3 separate regions of the Sus scrofa genome follow, and all the other regions are linked to region 2. Evidence: chromatin contacts called from public targeted proximity ligation data. All regions are on one chromosome and are shown on one strand. The core of a region is the stretch at or near the end of the contact, and the rest is flanking DNA. Distances in the headings are between cores, read along the strand shown. Region 1 overlaps CHST11 (carbohydrate sulfotransferase 11). Region 2 has its middle 69 kb from the start of CHST11. Region 3 overlaps CHST11 (carbohydrate sulfotransferase 11).

Region 1 (3,806 bases), core at 730-3,229, 220 kb after region 2:
CTGTCTGTCACACACAGTAAAGACTCAGACTTGGCTGTTGCCGTTATTAGGCCTAACCTTGTCACTAAGCGACGCTGGAACCATCCTTTCCTGAGAAGAGAAATTGGAACCATCCCAGTGTTCTGGAAGATTGGATGGACTGCCCGCAGCATATGTCCTCACACATGGCGGTGCCTGTCTCGTGCTCTGCAAAGACCCCAGCAGTCATCCTGTTACTCTCTTCTATTAGACAAATAGGCAATTCACTAATGCTTCTTTACTTTAAAAAACACTAAAAAGGCAAAGCAAAATACCTCTCTCTGAGGCTTCCACAAAACAGGTGCCCTGGGTGTGGAAATTGACCCTGTGAACCTGCTGTTCCGTGTTAGCAAGTGCGCTAACTAGATCTCATTTCTTTTTCTCTCTTCTTTTTCATCTCCAAATCTGCCTGGAAGACAGTGAAAAGCTCATTAATTTGAACGCTGCTAATTTGGACTGTGTAACATTGCCTCCGAGTTCGGCATGCAGTGGAATTCGTGAAGGAAATTCATTGCGGGAACATAATTGGAAAAGACAAGTCTTGGAGGGCCGGGAGGTACCTGGAGTGATCCAGTCCTTTCCCTTGGTAGCTTTTTGTGTTCAGATGAAGCAATTGAGACCCAGCAAGTGGACTTGGCTCCTCCAAGCTCACCCAGTGGAATTGTTTCCCCTCTTTCAGGACAGCAGCCTAATGCACAGAGTCTTGTTTGTGTGTGAAAGACACAGGCACTTTACAACCGTGGGTTCCTTTCACTGTGTGGAGCTTCACATATTAAAAGTACATTTAAAAGAATATTCTGCATTGCAAGCTTTCCCCTAATTGTGACTGGCCTTCTCCCAAGTTAGTTTGAGCTATTTTGGTGAGGTTTTATAGTGATTTAATAAGAAAAGCTTCTTAAAAAACCTCGTAAAACCTTCTGTTCAATTCTTTCTAACCAGCACTCCCTCTTAGAATTATGTCACTAACAGCTTCTTTTTAAAAGGCCAGAACGTTTGTCTATTCATCTGAACCTTAAAAGCAGCATTCATGGAACCCCTGAGAAACAAGACGTGGAATACTTTATAGGATGGGGGAAGAGTGAATGAAATAACGCGTGTGAAAGAGTTCTATACATTTGGGAAGCATATGCAGATGCTTTATGTTTTTCTTAATTGCCATCTCTGGTCTGGGCAGCCCCCAAAGCCTGGTCCAAATATGCTTGTGGCTATCAAGGCAGCATTTCCTTGGAGCTTCCTCAGGGAATGGGCTGTTTTTCCATGTGATTTTTTTAAAAAAGTAAATGAGATGCTTATTTATTAATCTAAATCAAGCCGCACATCCTTTCTCTGGAGTCAGACCCGTTAGGGTACCAGAGAGCAATCGGCAGATGATTTAGTGAGCCCGGGTTCAGAGCCCCATTGAGGCAGAAAAAATTATAAGGTGTTCTTGGCCTTGGAACTTGAGGAAGTCTCTGCACAGTCGTGGTGAACAAGGGTGGGGCGCCCCCAGTACTGGGGCTGGAGGGCGCTTCTGAACCTCTCCTTCTTGAGTAGTTCATGCATCGTTAACTCCATTTTGGAGTTGTGGAAGATGAAGGCTTATTCCCTATTCCTAAGCCCGGTTCTCTGCTTGGTGAGACGATGGTGATGGTGGTGATACAGCAGTGGAAGTGGTCAGAGCCAGAAGAGTCGTTTGGGCCTGTGTTCCTTGCACACTCACTGTGTGCCAGACACTCTTCGGGTGCTTTGCTGCCAGCTGAATCCTCACAACCCTAGAATGTAGAAACTTTGTTGGACAGGTGCCAAGGAACAGAGAGGTGAACAACTTGCCTGAGGTCACACAGCCGGCAAGGGACAGCAACGGGAAGTCAACTCTGGCCATCTCATGCCCCCTCGCTGCTGGCACAGGGCTCTGTCTCCATCTGCCAAGGCTCCTGCAAGTCCCAGAACACATGCTGCTCCCCACATGGTGACTCAGAGGCCTGGGAGCAATGCGTGTCAGGGCCTCGGCCTCAAGTCTGAGGTCAGGAGACAGGAGACGGCAGTGCTCTTGCTTAATCCCCAACGTCCCATTTTTCCTGAGTTTCCTTCGGGGGCCTTATCTGCAGCTGACAAGTGCTGACAGGTGGCCCCTCACCTCACGGGGCCCGCGACCACATGCGCCTAGACCGTCTCGTCAGGGTTCAGTTTTTTGCTTTCAAGAAAAGACAAAAGGAAAAAAAGGTTTCTCTTTTCAGCTGTCAGGGTCACAACATGAGCCTCTCAGAGCTTGCTGAGTGTGGAAGCATTTCCGGTTTCCTTCTCAGAAAGCAGCAGTGGGGCCACTGGTATCAGTGCAGTGAGTTTCTATTATCCAGGGTGATGCAGCGTTGACTTCGTCTGATGGAAGAGGCCCAGCACCAGCGGTAACGAGGGCTTCGTTTCATTTGCGCTGGCCTCTCCCTCCCTCTTGAGTCTCATCTCAAGCCCCTCTTCCCCTTCCCACTATACAGGCCCTGGCTCAGTTCTCCTGCTGTACTGGCTTTTTCCTGCCTCTGGGCCTTTGCACATGCTATTCTGCTGCCTGAAAAGCTTTCTCCTCTCCTCCCCTCTAATTGGTGGACTCCTGCTCAGCCCGAGGACCTGTTCTGTGGTCTCTTAGCCCCTTTACCTCTCTTTTTTAGCCCTTTACCGACTGTAATTATTTTAGTTTTCGTTATTTAAGTGCCTTCTTCCCTGTTGGTCGCCAGGGTCTATGCTGGGTGCCTCTGTGCCTGCTTTGTGGCTAATGTTGTTCCTGAAACAGGGTGAGGAACCTGGGGAGATGGGGTGAGAATGGGGTACCCCAAGTTTCATAAGAGCTGGGTCTCCTGCTCAAGCTACTCAGTGACTCCTTTTCCATCCATCCTAGATCCCAGAATGACACATAGGAAAGTGGTGAAGGTGAGAACTCTAGACCCAGGCTGTCTGGGTGTGTATCCCAGCCTTGCCTCTTACTGGCTTTATTTATTTTTTTTTTTATTGCCACCTCACAAATGACCACAAAACTTAGCGGTTGACAGCAACACACATTTATTATCCCAGTTTCCATGGCTCAGGAGTCTGGGCAGGCTTGGCTGGGCCTCTGCGCAGGGTCTCACCAGGCTGCAGGCCAGGTGTCTGCCAGGGCGACGGTCCATGCCAGGCTCAGGTCCCTTTCCAAGCTCTCGTGGTTATTGGCAGAACTCGTTTTCTTTTAGCTGTCAAAAATCACAGCAGCTTGGTTTTTCCAGGCCAGCAACAAGAGTCTCTCTGAGCATATAGAAAGGCTCAGCCCTACTTAAAATGCTTACCTAATAAGGTCAGGCCCATCCAGGATACCTTTCTTTTAGATTAGCACAGTCAACTGATTAAAGACCTTAACATCTGCAAAATCCCTTTGCTTTTGCCCGATAATGTCCCATAATTATGGAAGTGATGTTCCATCATCTTCCCAGGTCCTCTGTGCTCAAGGGGGAGAGGATTATACACGGCCTGTACATCAGAGGGGCAGGAATCACAGGGACCGGCTTAGAATTCTGACGGCCACTCTATCTGTGTGGCCTTGGGTAAGCTGCTTAACCTCTCTGTGCCACCGTTAGCCGCCTCTGTAAAGTGGGAACAGGAGTAGTACCCACTTCATAGGGCTTGTGGCGATGATTAAACGAGCTCATTTATGTTAAATGCTTAAAACAATTCCTGGCAGGTGGTGCGTACTCTGTAAATGGTAGCTGTTACAATCATAAAGATGATAATCCCTAACCAAGCCAGGGGGATCCAAGTTTAGAAATCCAACCCACCAACTGGCTGGA
Region 2 (3,718 bases), core at 542-3,041:
GTGGTTAAGAGTAGATGTCTTTGGGGGTTCCTACTACGGTGCAGTGGGTTAAGGATACGGCATTGCCTTTGGTGGTGAGGGTTCAATCCTCGGCCTGGCTCAGTGGGTTAAGGATCTAGTGTTGCCACTGCTGTGGCTGTGGTTACTGCTGTGGTGAAAATTCAATCCTGGATCCAGGAACTTCCGCATGTTGAGGGCTTGGCTCAAAAAACAAATAAAAAGGAGTAGAGGTCTTTGTCTTGTTCCCAACATTATGGGAAAGCATTCAGTCTTTCAAGATTAAGTAGAGTTTTGTGGGTTTTGGTAGATATTCTTTTTAGAAAATGTTCCTCCATTTCCACTTTTTCTGAGTGTTTTTAAATCACAAATGGGCATTGAATTTTGTCAAATGCTCTTTTCTGCATCAATTTATATGAATATGGGATTTTCTTCTTTAGCTTGTTAGTATAGTAGATCTCACTGATTATTTTCAAATATTAAATCAGCCTTGCATGTCTGGGATAAATTCTTTGTATATACTGCTGGATTCCACTTGCTAATATTTTATTAAGGATTTTGTATCTATATTCACGAAGAATATTGATCTTTAGTTTTCTTTTTTTGTACTGCCTTTGTCTGGTTTGATATCAGGGTAATACTAGGATAATACTAACTTCATAAAGTGAACTGGAAATGTGCCCTCCTCGTGTATATAGCGTTAATTCTTCTTTAAGTATTCTGTAGAATCCTCCAGTGACACCACCTGGGTGGGTGTGGAGACATCTTTTAGGGGGAGCTTTTAATTACAAATTCATTTTCTTAATAGTTGTACGTATATTCATATTATCTAGTTCACATTGAGTGGGTTACATTCATTTGTATTTTTCAAGGAATTGGTCCATTTTATCTAAATCGTCAAATAATGTGTATTCTCGACAGCTTTTTTTTTTTTTTTTTTGGTCTTTTTACCTTTTCTAGGGCTGCTTCCACGGCATATGGAGGTTCCCAGGCTAGGGGTCTAATCGGAGCTGAAGCCACTGGCCTACGCCAGAGCCACAGCAATGAAGGATCCGAGCCGCGTCTGCGACCTACACCACAGCTCACGACAAACCGGATCCTTAACCCACTGAGCAAGGCCAGGGACCAAACCCACAACCTCATGGTTCCTAGTCGGATTCGTTAGCCACTGAGCCACAACGGGAACTCCTCAACAGCTTTTTGAAATTCACTTTCCTCTGCTAGTTCCTCTCATGTTGCAATGAGATGCTGATTCCCCCACACAGCTTCCCCACCCTCAATCAGGTCACAGAGCTGATAAATGATGAAAAGAATTATTCTGTGTCTCAACCCAGAACCAGCATCCTGGACCCTCAGGCAGAGCCCAGGATGGGACAATCCCAATATAAGCTCACAGAGTTTCAGGAGGAACTGGCCATGGGCTTCTCGAAAGTGTCCCAGACCCGATAGGGAGGGAAACACCCTAAGTCACCTCCCTGGTGAGACCTCAGAGGAAGAAGAGCCCTTCCGGACCAGGTTTGAGAAGAAACGTTGAGGACCCTGGGCACCACTAGGTGGCGCTCAGCATGCACAGTTTCTCGCAGTGGCCGGCGGTGGATCCAAGAAGCTCTGCCTCGGAAGACAAGGCTGTGAGGCATTTTGTTCGTTAGAGAGATGAGCTCTAGAATTCAGAGCCTGCAAAAAGACCCCAGGGACAGAGGGCTGATGGCGTTTGCAACCCTCTCTGAGGCTTCCCTGCAGGCAAAGGTGCTATGGCTTGGGAGGGCGGAGCTGGCTGCCGGAAGTCAGAGGCGCCAAAGCACAGCTGCGGAGGCAAGAACATCCTCCCAGAGCTTCTGAGCGGTGACCCTCCAGCCGGTCCTGCCGCATCCTGAAGAATCTACGTCAGTCCCCTTCGAGGGCTGTTCCTCAGCGCCGTATCCCTCACACGATCCAGCCCCTCATTCAATACACTTTCAGGGAAGAGCCCTCTGCAGTCCACTGGGAGGCCGAGGGTGCTCCTGCCTCTGCCACCTGACTGCACCTCCGCCGAGTCTGGAGCAGCTTCTTTCCTAGATTCTGCGCCAAGTCCAAATCCTGACTCAACCTCTCACAGGCGGTGCCACCTTGGGAAGTCACTTAACCTTGTGACCTCAGCTTCACGTCTGCCACCTGGGGATGATGATGACACCATCTCATAAAGTTGTGACGCCCTAATTTAGGTTTTCATTTTCCTTCCTGTCCTGTGGAAAAGAGAAGAACTTTCCTTGGAGCCTCCTGCTCTAGGATGTGCAGGACCTAGTGAGCCCTCCATGGGGCTTTGAAGGTATTTTTATCATCACTCTTTTATTGCTACTCTTTGTGCCTTTTCTACCCCAGCCCTAGCGGCAGATGCATCCACATTCTACTGCTGCTCTAACAGATGACTACAAATGGAGTGGCTGAAAACAACGTACATTTGGCGTTCCCTGGTGGCACAGAGGGTTGTCACTGCTGTGCCATGGGTGCGATCCCTGGCCTGGAAACTTCTGCATGCTGTGGGTGTGGCCAAAAAGAAAAAAAAATGCAGATTTATTCCCTTGAAGTTCTGGTGTCCAGAGTCTATAAGCAAGGTGTTGGCAGAGCTGAGTTGTTTTTAGAGGCTTCAGGGAATAATTCGTCTCCCCATCTTCCAGGGCCACCCACATTCCTTGGCTCGTGACCCCCCCACCTTCTGGCATCACTCTGACCTCTGGCTTCCATCATCCCATCTTCTGCTTACCCTCATCCTCTTTCCTCCCTCTTCTAAGGATCCTTTTGCTTTGGACCCATTCAAATAATCCGGGACAGTTCGAAGCTCTGTGCCTTAATGATGGTAACCGAAGGGCAGAGGAGTGCTTCACAGGAGGCTCCAGGGAAAGTTCTTCTCTTTTCCACGGGACAGGAAGGAAGACGAAAATCGCTGAAGCAGTAGGCATGGGAAGATGCCACATGCAAAAGAGTTTCATCACAGCATGGCCTGTAACAGCGGACAACTCAAGGAAATCATAGACTTTGGTTAAGAAGGTGGTGGCGTATTGAGAAAAAATTGCTGTGCTGATATTTAAAATTATGTAGTGACTATAAAACATGAAGAAAGATTTGCAGAATAGTTTTGAGAGAAAAAATTATACACACAACTGTGTGTGTATATATGTACCTATGTATGTGTGGCCTATCTATCCGTGATTATAACCATGTAAACATTATGTGAGTTTATAAGAATTAAAGTCAGGAGTTCCCTTCGTGGCTCAGCGGTTAATAAACCTGACTAGGATCCATGAGGATGAGGGTTTGATCCCTGGCCTCACTCAGTGGGTTAGGATCCGGTGTTGCTGGGATCTGTGTTGTAGGTTGCAGACACGGCTCGGATCTGGCATTGCTGTGGCTGTGGCATGGGCTGGGGCTACAGCTCCGATTGTCCCCTAGCCTGGGAACTTCCATGTGTCGCACGTGTGCCCCAAAAAGCAAAAAAAAAAAAAAAAAAAAAAAAAGGAATTAAAATTAGAGGCCATTATTAATAAATGAAAATAATTACTTTGTAAGGCTGCTGGGATTTTGAACAGCTAAAAATACCCTGTAAACTATTCTACAGTAGCTTCTGCATTTTTTGTCCTCTAAGGACCCCCCACAGGAGTTTCTGAGCAGGTAACCATTGGCTGGTTGTCATCTTCCAGGGCCTGCTTGGTGAACCCATTATTCCGACGTCCCTGGTTCCACCCTT
Region 3 (3,729 bases), core at 501-3,000, 160 kb after region 2:
GGTTGTGGAGGGAGTGCCTGACTTTTCAGGGAAGCAAAATATTCTTTGAGCTCTCTTTCAAAAGGCAGGTGTATTTCTTAGGGCAGTGTATTAGTTACCAATGCTGTGTAACAAATTGTCACAAGTTTAGCAGCTTACAACAACACAAATTTATTACATCATAGCTTTTGTGGATCAGGAGTATGGGCAAGGCTTAGATGGAGCTTCTGTGAGTGATTCTCACGGGTCACAGTGAAGATGTCAGCCAGGGCTGAGGTCTCATCAAAAGGCATGCCTGGGGAAGGATCTACTTTCAGGCTCCCATGGTTGCAGGCAGGATTTGGTTCCTTGTAGACTGTTGGATTTAGGGCCTCAGTTCCTACTCTCTGTTGGTTGGAGGCCTCCTTCAGTTCTTGTCAGTGGGTGTCCCCATCAGGCAGCTCACAGCATGGCAACTTGTTCCATCAAAGCCATCAAGAGAGAGTGATGGCAGATCAGAAGTTGTTATTTTATGTGACATAATCACAGAGGTGCCATCTCCTCACCTTGGCTGTATTCCATTAATTAGAAGGAAGTTGCTAGGCTAGCCCCTGCTCAAGGGGGAAGGGAAATTAGACAAGGCTGCGACTCTCAGGATTTGGGGATTGTTGAAGGTCATCTTAGAGTCACAGGCAGCAAGAAGGACCAAGGGTGGGAGAGGAAGGACAAGCTAGGTGGCGGGAATGGCATGTGCAAAGGTACAGAGGCACAGGGACCCATGTTCTATGGAGGAAGTGCCTGTCTTGGTGGGTGTGGCAGACCAGTGGTTGGTGGAGTGATTGGAGATGAGAAGGGACCAGAAGCAAGGATATGTGAGCTCTGGTGCTGGCATCACTGCCCTGGCAATGACTGAGGATGTGTCCTTTGCTCTAGGCTTTTATTTCCTCTGCTGAATAAAATGAGACCAGGCACTTTCTCCTGGGTGCCAGGGATCCTGGGGTTCCACCAAGGAACTCCAGGAGCTGCTGGGAGGATGGAAGTGTAGAGAGGTGAGCATCCCCTTCCCACCAGAGCAGCTCACCTTCAACCTCTGTTCCGGCATGGCTTTTCTGCCCCAGGTTTTCGTTTAGCCGAGACTTCTATGACACTGCCTGTACTTGTTGCTCTCGGAGGGCCTTCCTATGTCAGGGTTCATATGGGCTTGAGCCAGGACCAGAAGTGTGCATTCTGAGCCAGTCAATTACACTGGCATTGTTTTCCCATCCAGAATTACGAAAAAGGGGGACCTGAAGCTGCACTGGGCTGGTGGAGGTGGGGTACCAAGTTGTTAGAAAACCAGTTTTTAAGCTTGTGATGAGAACTATTTCATTCACCGGCCCCCTCACTCAGCCATCCGTTCCTTTGTTCATCCAGCGCTATTTAACATCGCCATGGGGGTCTTCTCTGGTCCACCCCCGACCCCCAACGTATTTCGTTAATGCCAAGCGCATGGCATAGGAAGCTCCAGTTCCAGCCACAGCAGGCAGGAGGTGATACCCAAGCTTCTCCTCCCCTTGGGGCTTGCTCTGTTCCTTTGATCTTGCAACATCAGGGTCATGGTCCCTCCCCATGCCATGGGAAGGAGTATCTGTGGGCAGAGTGGGCAGCGAAGATGAGGAGGGTAAAGAGAATTGGATCCCTGGCAGCAGGAAATGTATTTGTGTGATAGGGTTTTCACTTTCCAGTGGGTTAAATTTCACGAATCTAGAAGAACCCAGAAGTCTCGCTGGTTTTCTAGACTCGCGGCGCATATCTTTGCCTTTTCCTCTTTCGCTTTCACTTCCTGTCATCCTCTGCATATTTTTAGCATTTATAAGAGATGCTGCTTCTTTGTAGGACTCGGAGTCAGGGCTGGTCCTGAGCCAGGAACGGACTGCTACTAACCAGCTATGGGACCTCAGAGCAGCCACCCGGCCACCCTAGGCTCAGGTGCCGAGGAGGGGGTTGGGCTGCATGATTTCAAAGCCCCTCCTGGCCACACCTGGAAGGCAGGGTTCGGTCTGATTCCTGTGTCCGGAAGCATTAAAATGCATTGTCTTCCCTGGAGCCAACTCTTGCTCCATTAAACAGCTTGTCCCCGAGGCAGATGGAGCTGGCAAGGGCCTGGCCTTAAAAGCAACAGGTTGAGTGCTGGCAGGCTCACAAAGGGAGTCTCTGCAGAGGTCCAGTCTCCCTGCTGCTCTCCAGGCAGGGGCTCCAAGGCCCTTGCACAGCTTGCAGCCCCGAGAGGAGCCCTGCCCTCGGGAGGAAGGGGTTACTGAGCCCAGGGGGCAGGGAGTGCTCCCAGAAGCAGACCCTGAAACACTTGACGGAGGTGGAAGATGAACCTGGGGTGAGCTCTGGAAGGACAAGAAAGACCTCTTAGGAACAGAAGATGGAGTAATGTCAGCTGATGCTATATTTATGCAAATTACTTATAATATTATCACCAGTCCTGGTAATGACACGCTGCCCCATCTCACAGATGGGAAACTGAGGCTCGGGGAGCTCAAGGGACCTGTCCCAGGTGACTCGGATGGACGGAGTAGAAGCCAGCTTTGGCTCCAACCTCCCCCCCCCCCCAACGCCCCTTTTCCACTGCTCCCCCCTCCAGCTGACAGATTATAAGGGGGACAGAGGAGGAGGCTCCGCATGGTTCTGGTGTTCAGGTTGGTTTGTTTCCTAGGGCTCTTGACTTGGGGGAGGCTGTGGGGGGCGTTTCAGGGGTGTGGACAGCCAGGACTGAGGCCCCAAACCAAGCCGAGTGCTTTGATGTGTCCAGAGAGCAATTCCCGGCACCGGCCGCCCTGTCCTCTGCTCACAGGGCTGTGCAATTATTGGTGCTCAGCAATATTTCATCTTCACTTTCACCCAGAGCCTCCCTCTGCTTTTGGCCATTGTCAGCCGCCTCCATAAATAAAGGGACGAAGGGCCGGTGGCCCAGCTGGTGGGCCTGCCAGAGGGGCTTCCCAGGCCCCTGAAGCCTCCGCATCTGTCTGCGACTTGAGACAGATGAGACTTCTGGAACCTGAGCCCTCGGTGCCTTCCCCTGCAAATCAGGGCTGTCCTGCTTGTCCCCCCTCTTCCCGACTCCCCTTCCCACGTGCATAAGATGAATCCGTCGTGCCATTCACCATCCCTCCCTTCAGGCAGAAACTCTTCATCTCAGGTGCCCAGCCACCGGGAGCAGCTCTACCAGAGGCTTTTCAGAGATGGTTTGAACTTGTTGTCCCAGGCGGGGGTGGGGCGGGGGGTGGAAGGGTGACGAAATGGGTGATGGGGTCCCAGAGCTATGAACTTCGAGTTTTAAAAAAAAAGTAAGTTTTGAGAATGTCTTGAATAGCCTGGTGACGGTATTGCCTAACCGACAGTGGCTAAGAGAGTAGATTTTCAAAGGTCTCAGCACAAGGAAAAAATATTTGTCATCCTGGTGATGAATGCTACCTATTAACTAGACTTATGGCGGTGATCATTTTGCAGTATGTGAAAATATCAAATCCTCCTGTTGTATACCTGAAACTAATGGGAAACGTCAATTACATCTCAATTTTAAAAAGGGAAAACATTTGAAAAATAGTTTTCAGCTTCTGTGTGGATGGCTGTTGCTAAGCAGAATACTCAGAGCCACCACAGAGAAGAGGCTCGGTTGGCGTTCCCTCTGTGGCACAAAGGGATCAGCGGCATCTTGGGAGCCCTGGGACGCAGGTTCGATCCCCGGCCCGGCCCAGTGGGTTAAAGATCCCGTGTTGCGGC

The links.
Region 1: a targeted proximity ligation map of alveolar macrophages shows a contact between it and region 2. A contact is called at or near these places in 3 of 47 Hi-C or Micro-C datasets (embryonic fibroblasts, fibroblasts and retroperitoneal adipose tissue) and 1 of 2 datasets of targeted methods (alveolar macrophages).
Region 3: a contact with region 2 is called in a targeted proximity ligation map of alveolar macrophages. A contact is called at or near these places in 1 of 47 Hi-C or Micro-C datasets (blood) and 1 of 2 datasets of targeted methods (alveolar macrophages).

What each region holds. Positions count from the first base shown.
Region 1 is chr5:79,916,289-79,920,094 of Sscrofa11.1, reverse strand. All of the region lies in intron 2 of CHST11 (carbohydrate sulfotransferase 11), which reads left to right. Among named protein-coding and RNA genes, the nearest start is that of CHST11, 150 kb to the left of the region's middle.
Region 2 is chr5:80,135,719-80,139,436 of Sscrofa11.1, reverse strand. No RefSeq gene overlaps it. Among named protein-coding and RNA genes, the nearest start is that of CHST11, 69 kb to the right of the region's middle.
Region 3 is chr5:79,972,517-79,976,245 of Sscrofa11.1, reverse strand. The region is part of intron 1 of CHST11 (carbohydrate sulfotransferase 11); the gene reads left to right. Among named protein-coding and RNA genes, the nearest start is that of CHST11, 95 kb to the left of the region's middle.